4 separate regions of the Mus musculus genome follow, and regions 2, 3 and 4 are each linked to region 1. A link is a contact called in public HiChIP or PLAC-seq data. All regions are on one chromosome and are shown on one strand. Each heading gives the region's core, a stretch centred on a gene start, on an enhancer-like site or on the middle of the called end of the contact. The rest is flanking DNA. Distances are from core to core; before and after follow the strand shown.

The links. HiChIP or PLAC-seq counts read pairs in DNA pulled down with a chosen protein or histone mark.
Region 2: an H3K27ac HiChIP or PLAC-seq map of the NIH/3T3 cell line shows a contact between it and region 1, with 10 times the contacts expected there. The contact joins two enhancer-like sites. A contact is called at or near these places in 3 of 39 promoter capture datasets (the 3T3-L1 cell line and embryonic stem cells), 7 of 15 datasets of contacts at CTCF or cohesin (CD8 T cells, the NIH/3T3 cell line, embryonic stem cells and 2 more), 153 of 484 Hi-C or Micro-C datasets (the 4T1 cell line, the AML12 cell line, B cells and 82 more), 33 of 115 datasets of contacts at active chromatin or transcription factors (the 230-238 cell line, the NIH/3T3 cell line, PVALB interneurons and 17 more) and 6 of 9 other capture datasets (adipose tissue, bone marrow-derived macrophages, embryonic stem cells and 3 more).
Region 3: a contact with region 1 is called in an H3K27ac HiChIP or PLAC-seq map of embryonic stem cells, with 5 read pairs. The contact joins two enhancer-like sites. A contact is called at or near these places in 1 of 15 datasets of contacts at CTCF or cohesin (the NIH/3T3 cell line), 15 of 484 Hi-C or Micro-C datasets (LSK cells, bone marrow-derived macrophages, brown adipocytes and 9 more), 7 of 115 datasets of contacts at active chromatin or transcription factors (embryonic stem cells, fibro-adipogenic progenitors, neural progenitor cells and 1 more) and 1 of 9 other capture datasets (embryonic stem cells).
Region 4: a CTCF HiChIP or PLAC-seq map of the NIH/3T3 cell line shows a contact between it and region 1, with 7 read pairs. The contact joins two enhancer-like sites. A contact is called at or near these places in 1 of 15 datasets of contacts at CTCF or cohesin (the NIH/3T3 cell line), 5 of 484 Hi-C or Micro-C datasets (the Ba/F3 cell line, bone marrow-derived macrophages, cortical neurons and 1 more), 4 of 115 datasets of contacts at active chromatin or transcription factors (all in embryonic stem cells) and 1 of 9 other capture datasets (embryonic stem cells).

The regions. Positions count from the first base shown.
Region 1 is chr14:76,990,400-76,993,297 of GRCm38.p6, forward strand. No RefSeq gene overlaps it. Among named protein-coding and RNA genes, the nearest start is that of Lacc1, 45 kb to the right of the region's middle. Within about 2 kb of position 1,457, at least 12 of the 459 cell types and tissues checked have an H3K27ac peak or open chromatin away from gene starts, as enhancers often do. A contact at or near this core is called in the HL-1 cell line, the NIH/3T3 cell line, the STO cell line and 2 more, where this site is marked.
Region 2 is chr14:76,478,465-76,481,362 of GRCm38.p6, forward strand. All of the region lies in intron 1 of Tsc22d1 (TSC22 domain family, member 1), which reads left to right. Among named protein-coding and RNA genes, the nearest start is that of 4930444M15Rik, 41 kb to the right of the region's middle. Within about 2 kb of position 1,482, at least 105 of the 459 cell types and tissues checked have an H3K27ac peak or open chromatin away from gene starts, as enhancers often do. A contact at or near this core is called in the HL-1 cell line, the NIH/3T3 cell line, the STO cell line and 2 more, where this site is marked.
Region 3 is chr14:76,628,926-76,631,823 of GRCm38.p6, forward strand. No RefSeq gene overlaps it. Among named protein-coding and RNA genes, the nearest start is that of 1700108F19Rik, 47 kb to the right of the region's middle. Within about 2 kb of position 1,421, at least 62 of the 459 cell types and tissues checked have an H3K27ac peak or open chromatin away from gene starts, as enhancers often do. A contact at or near this core is called in embryonic stem cells, where this site is marked.
Region 4 is chr14:76,656,076-76,658,973 of GRCm38.p6, forward strand. The region is part of intron 2 of 1700105F02Rik (a long non-coding RNA gene); the gene reads right to left. Among named protein-coding and RNA genes, the nearest start is that of 1700108F19Rik, 20 kb to the right of the region's middle. Within about 2 kb of position 1,541, at least 111 of the 459 cell types and tissues checked have an H3K27ac peak or open chromatin away from gene starts, as enhancers often do. A contact at or near this core is called in the NIH/3T3 cell line, where this site is marked.

The DNA.
Region 1 (2,898 bases), core at 207-2,706:
ATTACATGCAAGTATTAAGGGTGAGCAGTACAATAAGCAACTAGAAAGACAATAGTCAAGGAACAAGCAAGACAATAAACACAAAGCCCCGTGATCACTCCGGCTGTTTCTAAGGATGATCAAGATATCTGAGCCTACTTCTTTGTTCTACCCTAAAACCAGATTCTTACTTCCTTGTCCTTGGCCAATGTCAGGTCCCTGCCTGAACTTACTCTTTTGTCATGCTCTAATGTCAAATTCCTTCCTGAGCTTACTTCCTTGTCATGGTCTCTTCTCCTCTCTCTCTCTCTCTCTCTCTCTCTCTCTCTCTCTCTCTCTTTCTTTCTTCCTTCCATTTTGCTTTTTCCTGTGCCTCCCCTTCCTATGAGATAGCATTGGCTGCTTGGTCACCAGTAAACCTTTCTTTCAACCAACCCACAGAGCAGTTTACTTTTGTGGTTTCACTGTGTCTTTGCTTACAAAAAGGAATGTGCCCATTCTCAGACATGACCTTTCTCTCTACCCTGGGCAGAAGCACTGTTAAGCTACTTTCTAGGTCTACAGATATATCTACTCTAAGTGCTTTGTAGAACTTGGATCAGATAACATGTGACATTTGGGCACATGTAAAGGTGTTAATGAACATGCTCTGTTATACAATAAAAATTAAATGAATTTAGGGTCACCTGAGTTCTTGAACTTACATATTTACTACTAGCTTTATGGCTTTGGGAAGTCATTTTATTTCTGTGTCTCTTTGTTTGTTTGGAAAATGAGATTAGCAGTTATCCTCTTAAAAGATAATAGTGAGAAATTAGATGATATGGCAAGTTCCTGGACAAGGTTTTGTTCAGTAAATATCGGTTGGTATCTGCATCCCTACATGCCCATAGCAGCATATGTAATTAATGGATGATTGATAAAAATGGTAATGTCATTCCTTTAGAATACCAATGGACTCTCAGTGACCCAAGGGAAAGGCAGTATCTATACTGGAAGATCTTCCTTTGCCTTTTGTCTCCCAGCCATTGTTCTCCTTCAACGTAGAGACAACACAACCCACAACAAAAGAACCTGAGATCAGAGGGAAAGCTTTTGGGGTCTGGTTCTGATGCTCACATACTGAAAGTTCTTAGAAAATTCAGGTTATTTCTCTCAACCTCTTGCATTCATTTTCAAAGACTTTTAATCTAATTGTTGTTGGGTTTTTTTTTTCATACTGTAGGACAAAGGAAGCTGGAATTATATACCTGAACAATGTGTGAACTATCTTTCAGAGATGAGCAATAGCATGGGACTCCTACATAGGAAGAAAGAGAAAAGGAAAGGACAAAACAAAGGATCTCATGCAAGGGAAAGAAAAGTTCAACCACCATTCATCAATGAAATTAAATCCAGAGATGTCCAAACAAAGCAGGAACTTTCACCATAAAAATAATAAGGCTGACTCACAGAAAAGAAATCCATTAGCATGCTAATCCAATTCCTCAAAATAAAGAGAAGGAAGACATTATGATAAGTTTAGTTGACTCATACTTACAATGCAGGGTGCAATGATTGAATCAACAGCTTGAAGGAAATTTGATAGAATACTCCAAAGTAGGAAACCTGCAAAACAATTCAGTCTTTATGGGAGAGACATGGCTGAGTCTTGAAAAAAAAAAAAAAAAAAAAAAAAGGATGCAACTTCTTTTTTTTTTTTTTAAAGATTTATTTATTTATTATATGTGAATACACTGTAGCTGTCTTCAGACACTCCAGAAGAAGGTGTCAGATCTTGTTAGGATGGTTGTGAGCCACCATGTGGTTGCTGAGATTTGAACTCAGGACCTTTGGAAGAGCAGTTGGTGCTCTTAAGCGCTAAGCCACCTCTCCAGCCCAGGATGCAACTTCTAAGAGAAGGTAGTGTAAGTTACACAAGTTTTCTGTAGATCCCAATTAAAAAAAAAAAAAACTACAATCCTACAAACTTTCAGAATAGTTAAGAGAATAGATATTAGTTGGAATTGGCTATTTAAGTAGTTTAGCTTTAACAAGGTAAAGAAAAGAATAGAAATAATCTTGGAAACTCTCCACATTTTGCCTTGTTGGTTTTTGATTTTTTTTTTTTAAATAAAGAAGCTAGGCAAATTACCTATCTTCTAGTCAGAAGCAATTATGTGAAGTTCAGATGGAGAAATATAAAGCTGGTGTCATGGAAATATTCAAATTGATAAATTCCAGCCTTTTTAAACAGGCTGAGGAGTTTTTCAAAAATAGCCATGAGGTAGGATCCATTATTAGCATAGAAGTAGGCTGAACATTCTCCTCTGAAATTACTCTGGCTCTTTATCTGTATCAAGTGATTTATGTCATGATAAAAAAGAAATCTTTGATCCAAAGGAACAAGGCCAATAACATTTTCCATTTATTTATCTCTTTCAAAGAATATATAGAACAGTAAAACATATACACATGCATGTATACATATAGATGCATTTATTTACATGCATAGCTAATGGATGCATAGTTTTCTTTCAACTAGGTATTAGGGATTTGCAGGCAATCAGAGGGCAAGGAATGTCGCAAAGATCACAGCACAGAACGGACCCAGCGCAGGAGATTTATTGGGGTGGGTGGTGGAGAGAATGAATGGCTGCCTCAGACTGAGGATGGACAAGAAGAGGGCAAGCTGTGCAGCATGGGTTTCATAAAGGGTATGCACCCCACAAGGACAGTGGAAATGCGTGGTGTTGGTGGCTGGTGATGATGTGACTGCTGGCTGAGCTGCAGAAGGCAGGCTGGTTCTGGAGTGTGGGCAGTCTTCAGTTAACAAACACTAGAAGCTTTTTCTTTATAGCCAAGGTTATCCCGGAACTCACTATGTAGCCCAAGATGGCCTTGAATTTAAAGCCATCTTCCTGCCGCAGCCTTGCGGTG
Region 2 (2,898 bases), core at 232-2,731, 510 kb before region 1:
AGGGAGGGAGGGAGGGAGGGAGGGAGGGAGAGAGAGAGAGAGAGAGAGAGAGAGAGAGAGAGAGAGAGAGAGAGAAAGAGAAAGAGAAAGAGAAAGAGAAAGAGAGAAAAGAAATTGAGTTGAATAGCACAGTTAGCTCTTAACTTTGATACCAGAGCTTAAACCATTTTGAATTATTAATACCATACTCGGAGGGTAACTGTGGCTCCTCATGTTTTCGTTCTTAAGACCCGGTGCTTAGATGTTTGCTGTGTGTGTGTGGGTAAGAGGGAAAGAGACACAGATATACCATTGTATGCCATTGGTGCTGAGGGGCTGAGGGGCTGAAGGGCCGGACAGGAAGGTGGGGGGAGACTCTGACTCAGCATGAGGAATGCTGACTCATCCTGAGGAATGCTGGCTCACAACGGGAGAGAGAAGCCTTTCTCTGGAGATTTGGAGATAGTCAGTTTTCCAGTTTCCTTCAGATGGAATTGTAGAGCAGAAAAAAAAAGTAATGATCTCCCTGCTTCTCGCCTACAAGTTTTGTTTTGTTGTTTGTGAAGAACAAAACAGAACAAAGGAAAACACTTCGCCAAAAGATGGAATCCTTATCTGAAAAAAAAGACGTTTGGAACAGATTCTCCATTTTTGTCTCTGTAGCTTTTGTCCATCCTGTCCAGGTTTAATAACTAAATCCTTGGAAGCAGGAAGTACATTAGCACTGTTCTAAGAGTTTGTCAGTCCCTTAGGCCGTAGGATTATTTCCTCCCCAAGGTGGACACGCAGACTGTTATAGGAACCCGGAAAGGACCAGACCCAGGGCCATCGGAAGCTCTGTGGATCGCACTGAGCCACATTCACAAGGAGTTTCTGTAACCTGGCAGCCCATGTTCTCACAAGAGCCACGGCTAACCCTCAGCGTCAAAGGAGGCTGTGTTTCCCCAAAGGCTACTGCTTTCTGAAAAATCCATGACTGCAGCAGGTACTCGGAAAAAGTCAATGGTTTTTTCTGTCTTTTATTCGCTATTTTAGACCAGGCTCTTTTGTGGCAGTTTGTTATCAAGAAGTAATGAGTAGATTCTTCTGAGAGTTTGGACTCATTGCAGTCTAATTATGAAATAGTAAAGATTGTATAGGAATTCTCCTTCATAGGGTAAAATTGGTCCAGTGGTGCTGTTGGTGGGCAGTGGAGTTGCCGTGTTGTGTTCATTAAGCATAGGTGGTGGCTATTGTAACTAAGAGGGGATGAGACCCCAAGTTTATTCCACTATCTACGGGAGCAATTCTGCTCATGTCTAAAGAGAAACTTTAGTTTTGATTCCAAATGATTTCACTAAATAAAACATTAATAACAACCAGTTGAATGAATGCTAGTGGACCTCTCCACTAATATTTAATGTTTTAGAATGGATATGTTATCTTGATTACTGTTTTTTAATATCTAGTATATTTTAGTACATTTAGCTCGGAGGTTGTAATTCTGCATGTGTTCCACAAGGTGGCAGGCTTGTATGTTTGTAGGTTCCCTTTGGTTCCGTGCAGAGCAAGCTCGTGGTTATGCAGAAATCAAAGTTTTTCTGTTAAATGTTAACTGTTTTATATAGCAGAGCTTTACAGTTTAACTTTTATGATGGAATGCTCTCTGAGCCTCATCCCAGGCTTTCCTGGTGTCTTAAACGGTACAATGTAGTGTGGTTGTTATCAGGAAACCCTCTAGATAGCAGTGACTGCGTAGACTAAGGACTAAGATGGAGCAGTGAGGGGTGGAAGGGAAGGGATAGAGGCCCTGGCAAGGGCATGCACCTGGGCAGTTAAACGCTGCCTGATTCCATCTTGCTTTTTTTTTTTTTTTCCTTTATTTGCGTTAGTTTTCCTATTAATAATGCCAAGTGCTGGTCTCTAGTCTAGTGTGATAGAACATGGCTGCTTTCTGCAAAATTAAATAGCACACAGTGGCAGGCCAGCCCTGCCTTCTCTCAGGGGTTTTGTCATATCGGTTGAGGGGAGGAAGGCACTGTGACGTCTTGAGTTTTATTTATCACAGGCCACTGTGGCAAGGTGACACACCGTGGTGCTGGGAGAGGCGTCCTGTAGATGTAAGGTCTCATCTAAAGTATGCTAAGGGGTCTTTCCTGCAGTCCTTGAGCCTCTCGTGTGTAGACAGTTTGTTTGGAGGAGATGACACGGAGTACGGGGGTGGCTCACACTGAGTTTGGCTGTTCAAAGCAGTTTGTGGTTCTGGTGACACAGCATTGGGTAAGTCGTCTGTCTCCTGGACCAGAACATTAGTGTTCATCAAAGCTTCGCTCTTCCCTGCTTCCGGGTCTGTGGTGGTTTTGTGAGTCTGTACGGTAGCCAAGTTGTCTACTGACGTTGTTCCTGCCATTAGTTATTTGCATGTTTTTCCAGTCTTAATGTAATTTATAGGTGCTGGAGAGATGGCTCAGCGGTTAAGAGCCCTGACTGCTCTTCCAGAGGTCCTGAGTTCAATTCCCAGCAACCACATTGTGGCTCACAACCATCTGTAATGGGATCTGATGCCCTCTTCTGCTGTGTCTGAAGACAGTGACAGTGTACTCATACATAAAATAAGTAATTCTTTAAAAAAATAAAGGTAATACATAGAATTCACTGGCCCAAGATTAAGATCCTATCTGTGGTTTCATGAGCGCTGAGAGAGCAGTGGCTAAGGTACTGATGATTCAAGGCAGCCCTCTGCTTTTCTGGGTCTCTGTAATGTCCCAACACTGGCTCTGCTGTGGATTTTACACATGGCTGCAGTAGTTATCAAGTCATGGGAGTGTTTCCCCCAGTGTTGCACTGGCTGCACTGTCTCTTACACGCACACTATAGAGAAGCCACCAGCCGTTATGCAGGAGCTACGTTTTGCCTGACCATGGACCATGGACACTTGAG
Region 3 (2,898 bases), core at 171-2,670, 360 kb before region 1:
GATCCCTGCCCATTCTGGGCATTTGTAGGATCATTAACCTTGAGCATCCACTGCAGCAGGAATTCCCACAACCTTGTAGGCCCCAGGAACTCGGGAGGTATGGAAAACAATAGTCCCCTGGTAAAAGGTCCCTTCTGCAGTTTTCTTAGAGGACAGTATCTAATACTAGCCACAATAACAGAGGCATCTTAAGTATAAAGCAATTGATTGAGAAATTGTGACTAAATGAAACCGTCTTCTGTTAGGTCATTTAGCATCCTACCGCGGACTGAAAACATTTCAGATGTGCAAGGCTTGATATCTCAGTCTCTGGCCTTTTGCCTACTTGGGTAATTTACACCCTAACTTAGTTATCATCATCATCATCACCGTTGACTCCATTAGCCAAGTTAAAAATTGTAGAATCACTCTTGACAACCTACTTCATTCTTCAAATCTAATTAGCCACTAAGTGTTAACGACACCATTTTCTAAAGACTTCATGCTTGGTTCTCTGTTTGAGTTTGGCCTTAAATGTCCCACAAAGATTCCCAGATGGCGATGCTATTGGGATGCAGTGGAACATGAGGAGACGGGCCTGCTGGGAGAGAGTTGGTTAAGGAGGATGCCCTTGAAAAGTATATGGCAGCCCTGGTTCTCACTACACTCCATCTTTGCTTCCTGGCTGCTGTGAAGGGAGCAGCTCTGATTACATCATGTGCTCCACCATGATGTTTCCACCATGATACTTTGGCTCTTTACCCTTGGCTCAACCTCATGGAGCCAACAGCCATTGATGGTGGGTCTTGAAACTGTAAGCCAAGATATCATCTCCTTCCTTTACAAAAGTTAGCTCGGATATTTTGTCACAGAGATCTTTTCAGGATTCCATTATCTTTTATTTGGCCCTTGATACCAACTTCTGACCTCTTGCTTTCATGCCTCGTTTTGCTGGTGGCTGAATTTGTCTCTCTAACACCTGATAAATCCTAGCCGTGCTTGATACCCTCCATGGTTTTCCCATTAACTAAAGAATTTATCACAGATCCTCTGGTGTGCCTTCATGTCTGACCCTCAGCCTAGAGTACCTCTCACATCGGCTCCAGTTCTTCCCACTTACAAGGACCTCAGGCGCTGCAATCATGTCAGAGGATCTCAGGCCTGCGTGCCTTTGTATACATCTGTCCCCTTTCCTTTTCTCATGCGCATGCTAGCTCACCTGGTAAGAAGCAGTTCAGAGGTTGTCCCCTATGCAACTCACCTTGACCCCCTCTGGCAAAACTCATTATGTCCTCTTTGCGTTTCTCCCAGCTGTCAGCACAAACCTTACTCAGCATTTGGCTGGTGTTATTTTAATTATCTGTTTTCACATCTGCCCTAGCCGACCTTAGTCATCTGGTATTCCCCAATTGCATCATCCGGAGAGCAGAGCTCCGCCCTAGAGGCTGCTGGAATGAACGGGTGCATTTCCTGTCGTGTATGGCACATGCCTCTCTTGTCCTGTGTTTAAGAGTTATGTCGAGAGACTAACTGGAGCAAGCTGAGATTAGACAATAACATCTATGAACATCTTAAGAGCTCCACTGTATGTCCAGCAAAACACACCTCTCAGATCACGGGAGGCAGGAGCATACTGAAGCAAGCTGTGGTGAGCAGGTGAGAAACATCAGTCTCTCTGAGAGAGGCTTGTGTTTGGAAAACCCTACTGATCTTAACTCCACTCTTAGTCACCCATAAGATGCTGCCAGGAACCTCTCTGGGGCTGGCTCGTCACAGGACACGTGCAGACTGTTTCCTAAGCTGTGCTTTGTTAAAATAGCACTTCCCAGTTGGCCTCAGGTATACATTTTAGGATCACTGGGTATCTTTAGGAAAACACGAGCAAGCACCCCTAGCCCTTTCTCTTCACTCACAGATGGGAGCCTGTCAGTGCACACCGCTCAGACTCTGCAGAGGAGAGGGCCATTGGGGAAAGGGGCCTTTCTATTGCTTGGCTCTCTACCAAAAGAACCTTCCTTTAAGCTCTCTGTGGGTCTGAGTGCATGCAGAGCACGGGTCTCTGGGGCAGGTAGGGCTTGGTGGCAAGAGACTTGGAGTCTCTGATAGAGCTGTAGCCCTGGGTTCACTTTAGAGAGACCAGCCGTGGTGATTTCCCAAGAGGCCATGGGTCTATCCAGATTGTAAGAACAAATGAGTAAACAAAGGAGTTTTCCCTTACAACATTAAATGCCTGACACTATTCTAGCCTCTCCTCAACTTTCTCCAAACCCACTGTGGGAGTTCCCCCATTTGCCCTGAGTATGGACTTGACAGCTCCTCACTGTGGTCTGACTTTGCCAGACAGTGACTTCGAAACGAAGGCCAATGGGTGGATCAGTTGCTGGACGCTTCAATGCTGGCTGTGGCATCTGGAGGAGGAAAGACTTCCAAAACAAAGGCAGGTGAAGGGCAGGGAATCATGTGGTGGGAAATGCCTTCCTTCCTTTCTTTCCTCAAAGGGACATCTAGGCAAGCTGCCATTCTCTGCCCAGGGGACATGCAAGCTGGAGGTGGTGTTGACAAGGCTGACTGGAAACTGGAAAGACATACATAGTTGGTGAAGCGATGAGGTGCTGACAAGAAAGGAGGTTTCTTCTGAGAGCTCTCACTAGGGGGAGAAGGGTGGTTCACAGCCATGAAAACCCTAGTCCTTAACTCTGTGTCATCAAAGAAGGACCTCAGGGAGTCTCTGTGAGGGCAGAGCTACTCCGAGTCTGGCCTGAGTAAAAAGGCAGTCACCTTTCCTTGTCAGAAGCTTCAGAGCCAAGAGCGTATTCTAAGGAGACAGGTGTGCTTGGTGATGAGCATGCGGTTGCTCCATCCAGTTACACCATCCAGTTAATGACTGTTTTCTTTAAAGGGGAAATGTGCTGGAGGGGT
Region 4 (2,898 bases), core at 291-2,790, 330 kb before region 1:
ACACTGGTTGGAGCTGAGGATTCAGCTACTTACTAGCTGTGGATTGTCAGGAAACTGATTCCATGTCTTGGATCCTGGTGTGTGTGTGTGTGTGTGTGTGTGTGTGTGTGTGTGTGTGTGTGTGTGTTTCGGAAGATGCTTGCCTAGTATGCAGGAAGCCCTGGGTTCAATCATTAGCACTGCAGAAACTGGGTGTGGCAGTGCATGTCTGTAATCCCACTTGGGAGGTGAAGGCAGGAGTATTGGGAGTTCCAAGTCATCACTGGCTACACAGCGAGTTAGAGGCTAGCCTGGCACACATAGACCCTGGCTCAAAAAAGAAAGAAAGGGAAGAAGACAGCAAGGAAGGAATAGAGGGAGGGAAGGAAAGTGGGAGGAAGGCAGGGAGAGAGAGCAAGAGAGAGACACACAGGGAAAGGAGAGGAGAGGGGAGGGGAGGGGAGGAGAGGAGAGAGAGAGAGAGAGAGAGAGAGAGAGAAAACAAATATGGCAGAATTTACATTATGGAGGTTATTGTGCAGATTAAATGTGCATAAAACACTCAGGCTTGAGAATTTCTGACTGAAAGTTTGTCTCTGCCCTTTGAGAAGACTATGTGTGATGTGACCTGAGGAGGCCTGGCCAGCAGTTTACCTGAAATCTTGCTGCTGCTTCTTCTCTTCCTTCCTTCCCTCCTTCCCTCCTTCCCTCCTTCCCTCCTTCCCTCCTTCCTTCCTTCCTTCCTTCCTTCCTTCCTTCCTTCCTTCCTTCCTTTCCTTTGTTTATTTATGCAATGCCAACAAATGAGCATGTGTGTCGAACCAGGCAGCTTTTGATGAATCAGATTCGGTCCTGCTTTTGCCACTCTGGTGCCAATACATATCACAGTTGCAATCTAGGGTGGGCAAGCACTGCCCTGGGAAGCACACAGTCCTCAGGTAGCATTTGGGATGGAGTAGAAAAAGAAGAGACAAGGCTGACAGAGAAAGCCTGGTAAAGGTGATGTGTTCAGACCGTGGTCTAAGAGGTGGGGGCGGGGGACGCATCACCTGTAGGCATTTTGGCTGGGCTGAAGTGTTGAGAGAGGTGGGATAATTGTGACTTTGAGATATGGTAAGATAACAATCTGCTTGTGCTGGGAGTTTTCTCTTGCCTCCCCAGTGAGGTTCCAAGCCTCAGATGTTGATCCCATAGCCTCTTTGTTCACCAAAAATACACCTCTGTGGCATTCCTCACATTTAGAACTGGAGACTGTGATATCTTCATCCACAGAAACATGATGGATTGTAGCTCAACGTAGTCAGAATGATGCTCTATCTATCTATGCTCTATAACTGCACTCCATTTAACATGTCAAATGTAGAAAAGGGGAACCGGAGCCTTTCTACTGACAATGCAGAGCACCGTGTTGGCAGATCTAGCTGTTTGACTCTGACCCGAGCTTTACGCTGGCTCTGAGTGTGTTTAAATTTGAATTTGAGTGTTTTGCTGGGCGAGGCTGTCTACACTGTGTTTCCATGACACCATCACTCCCTGCTGTTTAATATCTGGCTCCCATCCTCACACTGATTTTACCTACTTGGCCCAGGGAGCTGCTGGCCTTGGGCGGCTTTTTCTAGGCAGCAGAGGTTAGAGATGCAGCCATTGTTTCGAGCTGATTCATCATCAGCCTGATGCTAATTCACAAAGTCAGGCATGGTAATTTGGAGGGGCTTCTCAATTTCCACTAACCAAAGGCTTTTAAGTCCCTCTTCTTCAACCCCCCTCCTCTTCTTTTATCTTGCCCTCTTAACACTTTACTTGGATAACACAATCAAATCAAATTCTATATATAAAAAGCATATGGGATGCGGGAGCCCTCAAAGCACAGGGTTGAGTTAGCCATATAGAGACAGTGTAGCAGGAGGAGATGAGATGGGAGACAGACAAGTAAGGAGGGTCAGTTCTGTTGGGTGGGTTGGAGAACCAGAGAAGAGTGTTTAGGCTGTGCTGGGGATCAAGATGAGACCAGCAGGAATTAGACAAAGGCAGGTGCATTATGGGTGGAGAAAAGGGAAAGCCAAGGCTTAGACACTCGGCCTGCTGCATGTAGACACTCGGCCTGCTGCATGTAGACCCTCACAGGTCTCACAACAGAGCTGCGGTAGGTAGGTAAGCAAGAGAGGGGCTTGAACTATAGATGCTGATGCTGTGGCGCTGCCTTCCCTCCCTACCCCTTCTGCTGGCCTGCAGGGTGGTACTTGAAACTTCCTGGCAGCACGCCAAGTTGAGTCAGGCACCACGTGCTGCCCTAGAGGAAGCATGCAGCATCTTTCAAAGGTTTTTTTGTTTTTTTTTTTTTTTTTTTTTTTTAAAGAAAAGAGTCCCAGGAGAGGAGAGGGGCTGAGTCAGTCCTGGCAGGAAAGTGGAGGACACACACAGACCAAGCCCAAAATAGCTCCTGGGGGCTGAGCAGAAGGAAATTAGATAACTGGTCTGGTCTGCGTGGGCAATGCTTTTGGAAGGCCAGTAAGACGGTGAGAACAGGGCAGTGGTCCCTTCTAGAGGTCAGGAGTGAAGGCTGGCAGGGGATATCTCTGAGCACGTGATTTTTAAAACCTCAGAATACAGAGCATTCTTCAGTGGATGCTAGCCCATAGGTGGATGGCAAGCTTACTAGCCTCGCTACCTGAAATACTCTTCTACATCTTTGGAGGTCACAGACTAGGGGCGGCTTTCTGGTCGGTCTTCCTGAGTGAGGGAAAAAAATCCTGTCATTCTCCTTGTGTCACCTCCCCCTGTCTCTTGGACTGTGGTGTCCTGTTAAGAAAACACGTCAAACTTTATATGCCCCAGAACAGGGGAACGCCAGGGCCAAAAAGGGGGAGTGGGCGGGTAGGGGAGTGGGGGTGGGTGGGTATGGGGGACTTTTGGTATAGC